Linked DNA regions of Sus scrofa: region 2 is linked to region 1. A link is a contact called in public Hi-C data. All regions are on one chromosome and are shown on one strand. The core of a region is the stretch at or near the end of the contact, and the rest is flanking DNA. Distances in the headings are between cores, read along the strand shown.

What was found. A called contact is a pair of places that touch in the nucleus more often than the background predicts.
Region 2: a contact with region 1 is called in a Hi-C map of subcutaneous adipose tissue, with 1.6 times the contacts expected there. A contact is called at or near these places in 1 of 47 Hi-C or Micro-C datasets (subcutaneous adipose tissue) and 1 of 2 datasets of targeted methods (skeletal muscle).

Annotation. Positions count from the first base shown.
Region 1 is chr3:86,803,657-86,806,853 of Sscrofa11.1, reverse strand. The region is part of intron 2 of LOC106508926 (protein transport protein sec31-like); the gene reads right to left. Among named protein-coding and RNA genes, the nearest start is that of SPTBN1, 21 kb to the right of the region's middle.
Region 2 is chr3:87,015,112-87,018,569 of Sscrofa11.1, reverse strand. The region is part of intron 4 of ACYP2 (acylphosphatase-2); the gene reads left to right. Among named protein-coding and RNA genes, the nearest start is that of C3H2orf73, 93 kb to the right of the region's middle.

The DNA.
Region 1 (3,197 bases), core at 569-3,068:
GTTTCCCTCCAGTCTTTATTTGGAGTTCCCTTCTTAACAGTAAACAGCTTTGAGGACTATGGACAGTCATGGAATGTGCCTGGACCACTTTTTACTTGTGTTTAGTGGTTCTGACCACATACACATACTCCTACATCATAGGAAATGGACTATTTGAACATTGAGAAAAATTCTAGCATGAGGAAAGGCAGAAGCATGGTGTTGCCAATGAAGATCCTGCTTTGACTGGCTTGCTTTTTAAGCTCCTATTTGAGGTAGGATGTAAACATGTAAGTGGATTTGCATGCTACTCTGAACAAGTCCAGCAATAAATTATAAACATCCTTAAGAGATTTCTTAAAGGAAGTAGTTCCTATGTGTGACTAGTAACCACTTTTTCAAGAGTGAAACATCTGAGCTATTTAAATTCTTCTGCAAAGTATGAAAAGCAATTTAAGTCATCATGGCATCATCACTCAAATCAGAAGGATGAGGAGTATTGCAGTTTTTTGTTTTATTTTTTCTTTTGTTTTTTCTTCTTACTGGTAAGGTGGTAGGGTGACATCAAGTGTAATTGTCAAAATTAAGTTAAAATCTCTAGAAATTCAAATCAACATGTATTTGATTGCTGACTGTTCCCCATGTACTACAGGGTATGTGTAAGCCCAGGGAGTAGGGAGACCATACTATGGGTGTGTTATGGGTGTGTCCATGAAGCAACAGAACTATTTTTCTCAACATTCTGTTTATGAAGCCTCATTTGTTGGACAGCTGCTGAGGAATCCAACCAAAGCATATATAGTCTGTATGTTTCATTCATAAGACCTAATCTGAATGAATTTAACAGTAGCAAAATAAGCCATATTCTATGCCAGCTCTTTTCTGGTCAAAAGAAATCAGAGACATTGCTAGTCTATTTCCCATGAAGGAAAAGTTTTGATTCCATCCTGAATGTACCTTTGTTTGTGGAGCGATTTCCTGTTTTTCCTTATCAAAATATTTCAGCTGGAGCCTAAATTGAGTAGCTATTGGAGGTTCTAGTCCAACCAAGTCAGACGAGTATGTTTAAATACAGCTCTGAAGAATATCCATTCTGTTAGCAAGTAGAACACTTAAAACAAAATAAAAGGAAAAAATATTTTTATTCCAATGAGTATCTTCCATGGGAAAAAAGGCAGATGGAAAGAATAACAGTGATGAGACAAAATTAATATATCCATATTATATAACAACCAAAAAAAGCTGTCATGTAACATTTCTATGTTTCCTTTTACAAGTAATGTGAATTTTTTTTCTTTGGATATGCATTTATGCTTGTGTGGACAGCAGTCAAGGCTTAAAGGCATAGACTAGATAATTAATTCTGCCCCTTTAAGGACATTTTTACATATCTCTGTCCAGTGCCAATTATGTGTTGATTTCACACTCAGAAACACACTCAGAGAGTGTGTTTGTTTCCTTATTTCCTATTTCTTGGCTGTATATGCAGATTTCTCGATTTCCTATTCCTTGACTCAGTTGGGGGCTGGGGGTGGACATCTTTGGCCCTCATGAACCACCTACACAAGTGAAATCAAATTGCAAGGAAATGTATTCTAACGCCCCCTGAGCAACATGCAAAACCGTTTCATTACTGGTGCCTGAATGTGTTACAGAGTGTTGACAAACCCAGCTCTGAGCTATCGAAAATGGGAGAACTTTTTTTCCCTGTTTTCTTTCTATCAAGGAGTCAATAGCACCAAACAAGAAAGGATTGCTTTATTTTTAGGGCAGAGGCATGAGGGAAGCACTGAGAGGCAGGAGAGTTCATCACGTGTCCTAAGTGGTGCTGGCAGCAATGTACACAGAGCATTCGGTCAACTAATATTTAATTTTTGTACCAGGCCCAGAGCCAGCACATCCAGTGCACCGGGATTGATGATTAAGGAGAATGTTGTAAAACTGCTGAGCATAATTCACTATCACCAAATATAGGCATCTCTGAAGCTGATAATCTTATTCATAGGAAATGCAATGACATGGTTCAAGTTGTCAGAAAAGGAATCCAGCTTGGTTGGGATAGGAAAGACAAAACAAAAACAGCAAAACTTGAGCCCATGAGTCCTTTCTGTTGGAAAGATTTCTGAAGATTGAACCTAGGCCTGCAGTGCCCCTAACAGCACAATCTGAGGCTGCCAGCAGAGCCACTGTGGAAGTGAACGCAGCTGTTCAGGTGAGAGAGAATCAAGTGGAGAGAATCTACCTCCTAAAGATGCTCTTCTTATCAGGGCTTCCTAAGACCTTCTAGAGTGATGAGTTCCAAACTATATCCAGCCATTGCAGGGGGATAAAAAGATTTGACCAGTTGTGGATGCTGGATTTAATTATCCACAGCCTATTTCCAGCCTCAGAACAATTTCTGCCTCTACCTATAACCCACTGCAGCCCAAGTGTGAAGGATCTTAATGCGGTTCATTTTTTAAAAAAAACCACTTTCCAATTATACATACATGTATGTCTATGAATACGTAACATATTTTATTCACACTAGAGATTTAAATCAAGTGGGTGTTTTGGCTCCTTTCCCTATTATGGGAATTTCAAAGAGAACTTAGGAATATTCTTTGGAACATATTTCACAGGATATTACTTAGGTCTCCCAATTAGCTGGACAAAAATAATTAATTACATATACAAAAAAAAGTGGTAGGAGTTCCTACTGTGGCACAATAGGATCACAGGGTCTCTGCAGCTGCAGGGAAGTGGCTTCGATCCTGGGACTGATACAGTGGTTTAAGGATCTGGTGTTGCTGCAGTGTGGCATAGGTCACAGCTCCCGCTTGGATTCGATCCCTGGCCGGGGAATTTCCATATGCCATGGTGCAGCCAAAAAAGAAAAAAAAAAGAGTAAAAAGTTCCCCAAATACCTAACTTATTTACTATAAAAATGAGTCACACAAATCAATAATAAAAAGATAAACAATTCTATGGGAAAATAAGCAAAGGATATATGTTTATTTCCTGGAAATAAACATATAAAAATATACTCAACTTCACTATAGTTTAAAAATTCAAATGATGAGATAGCAATTTTCACTTCTAATTGGCAAAGATGAAAAAGAGTAGTATTGCCAGGATAAGATGTGATTGTTGGTAAATGTATTGATTGATGTCATGTTTTTATTTTTATTTTTTTATTTTTTGCTCTTCAGGGCTGTACTTGTGGCTTACAGAAGTTC
Region 2 (3,458 bases), core at 285-2,784, 210 kb before region 1:
TCCATATTTTTAACCATTTAAATCACACAGAAAAAAATATTAAAGGTATTTAAAATGATTTGTTGCAAACAAAATCCTGTAATAACACTTTTTTTTTCTTTTAAAAGATGAGGAGTGACAGGACTAGCTGCTTCTTTTCAGTTTTGTCGTGTTTCAGCTTTCCTATATGGTTTTTTTAGGTTTCAAGGACCTTACTGTCACCATGAGTTTTTACTTTCTCGCTTGTGTTCTTATTATGGGACACTAAGTCTTTGGGCATCATTTAAATTGCATCTTTTGCATTCAAAAGTTAAATTGCTAGTGATCTTTATTTTTTGACAATTTTTAATGGAAATAAATGGGTAATACATTATTCATACTAATGAGGACCCAATGACAAAGACTACTCCCAATTAGCGATAATCATTTTTTGGCTCTGGAATACCTAAAGGATTTTTTCTCTTATTTTCTGAGACAAATAGTAAAATGGACCTTCGCTTTCTGATTATACAGCAGTGGGGGAGGGGAGCTTTCCAGAAGATACCAAGTAATACATGGACTGTAACCTAGGATTAAAAACTCACTGCCATTGGGTTGTGATGTTCATTGGACAGCTATAAATGTTATAAATCCATTGAGTAATATAAAAATAAAACCTCACTGCAGGAGTTCCTGTTGTTGTTCAGCAATAACAAATATGACTAGTATCCATGAGGATGTGGGTTCGATCCCTGGCCTTGTTTAGTGGATTAAGGATCCAGCATTGCCCTGAGCTGAGGTATAGATCACAGATGTGGCTCTGATCCCATGTTGCTGTGGCTCTGATGTAGGCTAGTGGCTACAGCTCCAATTTGACCCCTAGCCTGGGAACCTTACTGCAGAAAGTCCAGGGGCTGAAGGGGCTGAGGATAATCTGGGCCTAAATAAATTCTCTACTGTGTCTGATTAATGTTGTATTCCAGTAGAGTTACCACTTTGGTGCCTACTTGAACATAAATATTTAGAGAAAATATAGGAAAGTTTTTGAGAAAATGAAGTCTCGTATATACACTCCAGTCTTACTTGTTTGTATTTACTGCAGAAATCACAGACTTGTACCAGTGTGACCCAAGTACTCACCATCACTGTAAATTCACGTGGTGACCTGGGTGCTTAGCCAACTCTACATTCAGTATTCAAAACCAAAAATATTTAAATACCCAATTGAGTAAAAACTGATTCAACTGGATAAGTCTGGAGCCATCATTTAAAGATGCTGAACATCTGGAATTTTTATATGCATTGGTGAGGCCACAGTTTCCTCTGACAGACAATCCATTCTTATTACTGGCTGTAGGCAGTAATAAAGGGCAGAGTCAGGAAGGACAAAGAATTTACAGAGCAGAATTTTCAATAATGTGTTGATGTCAGGAAAAGAGTTGAGCTGTTTCTGATAAGAAAGAAGTGTTAATTTTAAACAGCTGTGAATGTACGTTCTGAGCTCTTCTCCTGAAAACTAACAGCAGGGTAACTCATAGGCCACGGGTCACAAGATGAGTTTGAGTAACCAACCCTTAAGTGAAACCAAAGAGGGGGGAAGTAAATACTGGAAGAGGTGACAGAGTTCAGCCCTGGAGTGGAACACAGTCTTCTATGATTCCATGTTCTTGACTCAGGTTTAGATTTGGCAGTGGCTACTTCCTCCACTAAACCCTTGTCACTACCTTCCAATGAATCAACACTTAACAGTAACTATGAAGCACATGGTAAAGCTCTGATTTAGGAATAATTTTTGATGGCATTGAAAATTATACAGCATTCCTGCTATCCTGGTTAATTCTTAGTAGCACACTTAAGAAATGCTTAAAGAAGTGTGATACAGTTTTTCTCCAAAAAATAATGGAATTATGATAAGCTGCCTAAGTCTATGAAATTGGGTAAAAGCCTGTTATTTTGGCAAAGATACTTATATTCTGAAGGTCTGTTTGCAAGCCATTTGGTACAAATAGTGAATGTGAACTGAATTTGGAAGTTGAGTGCTTCACAGTTTCAAATTGGACCAGGCATGTGAAGATACATTGAATTTTAAATTCAGCCTTAATACCTGTGTGTGTTTAGAGCATCTTTTTTCAAAAAATGAATAACTGTCCTGCCCTCCTCCCCCATCCCTACCCCAACCCCAGGCAGTTTAGCCAAGTATTAGATGTTTAGGGACTGGGAATTTTGTTCAATTCTTCTTTAGGAGGTTGGAGTAAACCACTTTTTCTATCTCTTATTTCTTTTGCTTATGGAGTGTGCACATTATTTCTGGCTCCTCTGCTTCTAAAGATGTCATACATGTCATACTCTTTGTGATAAAGCCTTAAAATATCAGAAATAGTGATATTTTAAGGCTTTATTAACTAAGGCATTATTATGCATATGAAGGGTGGTACCAGTATTGCATAGAATAAGAACAGAATCATGTAAATGGATGTTACATCATTTAATCTTCATTTTTATTCATATTTTATAAAAATTCCACAAATATTTGAGACTATGAAATGTGATACAGAGGTCTACACATGATCATTTTGAGATTCCTCCTCTGAGATCACAGCTTAAAAATTCCGGGATTGAGGGTCCAATTGGCCTTGTCAGAATGGAACCAGTCAGTATGCAAAGCTGCCGCCATCTTGGTTTGATTTTGCAGAACTTCCAAATCTTTTGCTCAAAAAGCTAAACCACAGCTGCTCTTCAAGATAAGCCCTGATGACAGAGTGGCTATAAAAGTAGCATCTTATCACAGAAAAAGAGAAGTATGGACAGGCTCAGGCTGATTTAACAATAGCTCCTAGTTCTTTGAAATGAAATGAAGATAGATGGAACTAATGAATTTCAATGCCTTATTAACTTTCTTTTGGGAAAGTGATCACATTTACTATAAATTAGGAAGGAGGAATTTATATGAAGTATGGAAACAGATCAGAAATGAATAGACATATAGGATCAGGCAGAGCTTCAGCAATACAAGGACTAAAGACAGTAATTCAGATTATCATTCTGTAAATGGGTAGATAAGAATAATAATAATGGCAACAACTAACATTTAAGTGGCACTCATTATTTATTTGACACTAGTATATATAACATTTAGATTTTTTTTGTGTGTGAAGCAGGTGCTGTCTTTATCCCTATTTTAGAGATGAAGAAATTATGATGGTATACAGGGATTAAGAATCCTAAAGTTCTGCTAGCTTTCAGACCTGGGAAACCTGATTGCACAAACCACACCCTTAACCTGTGTGTCATACTGCTTCCTATGAGTTTGAAAAGTAGATTCATGTTTCATCCATGTGTGTTAGTGGGGGAGGGAATCATGTGGATGGATAGAATATGGCCCTCACAGAGGCCATGTTCTGGATTACTTAAGAAGTGGCACAAATACTTTTTTTTTTCTTTTCAGGTCTGTCTGTGCCTTGTGTTTTTAGTAAATTTAATTAATTAGTCTTTAGGCCCAC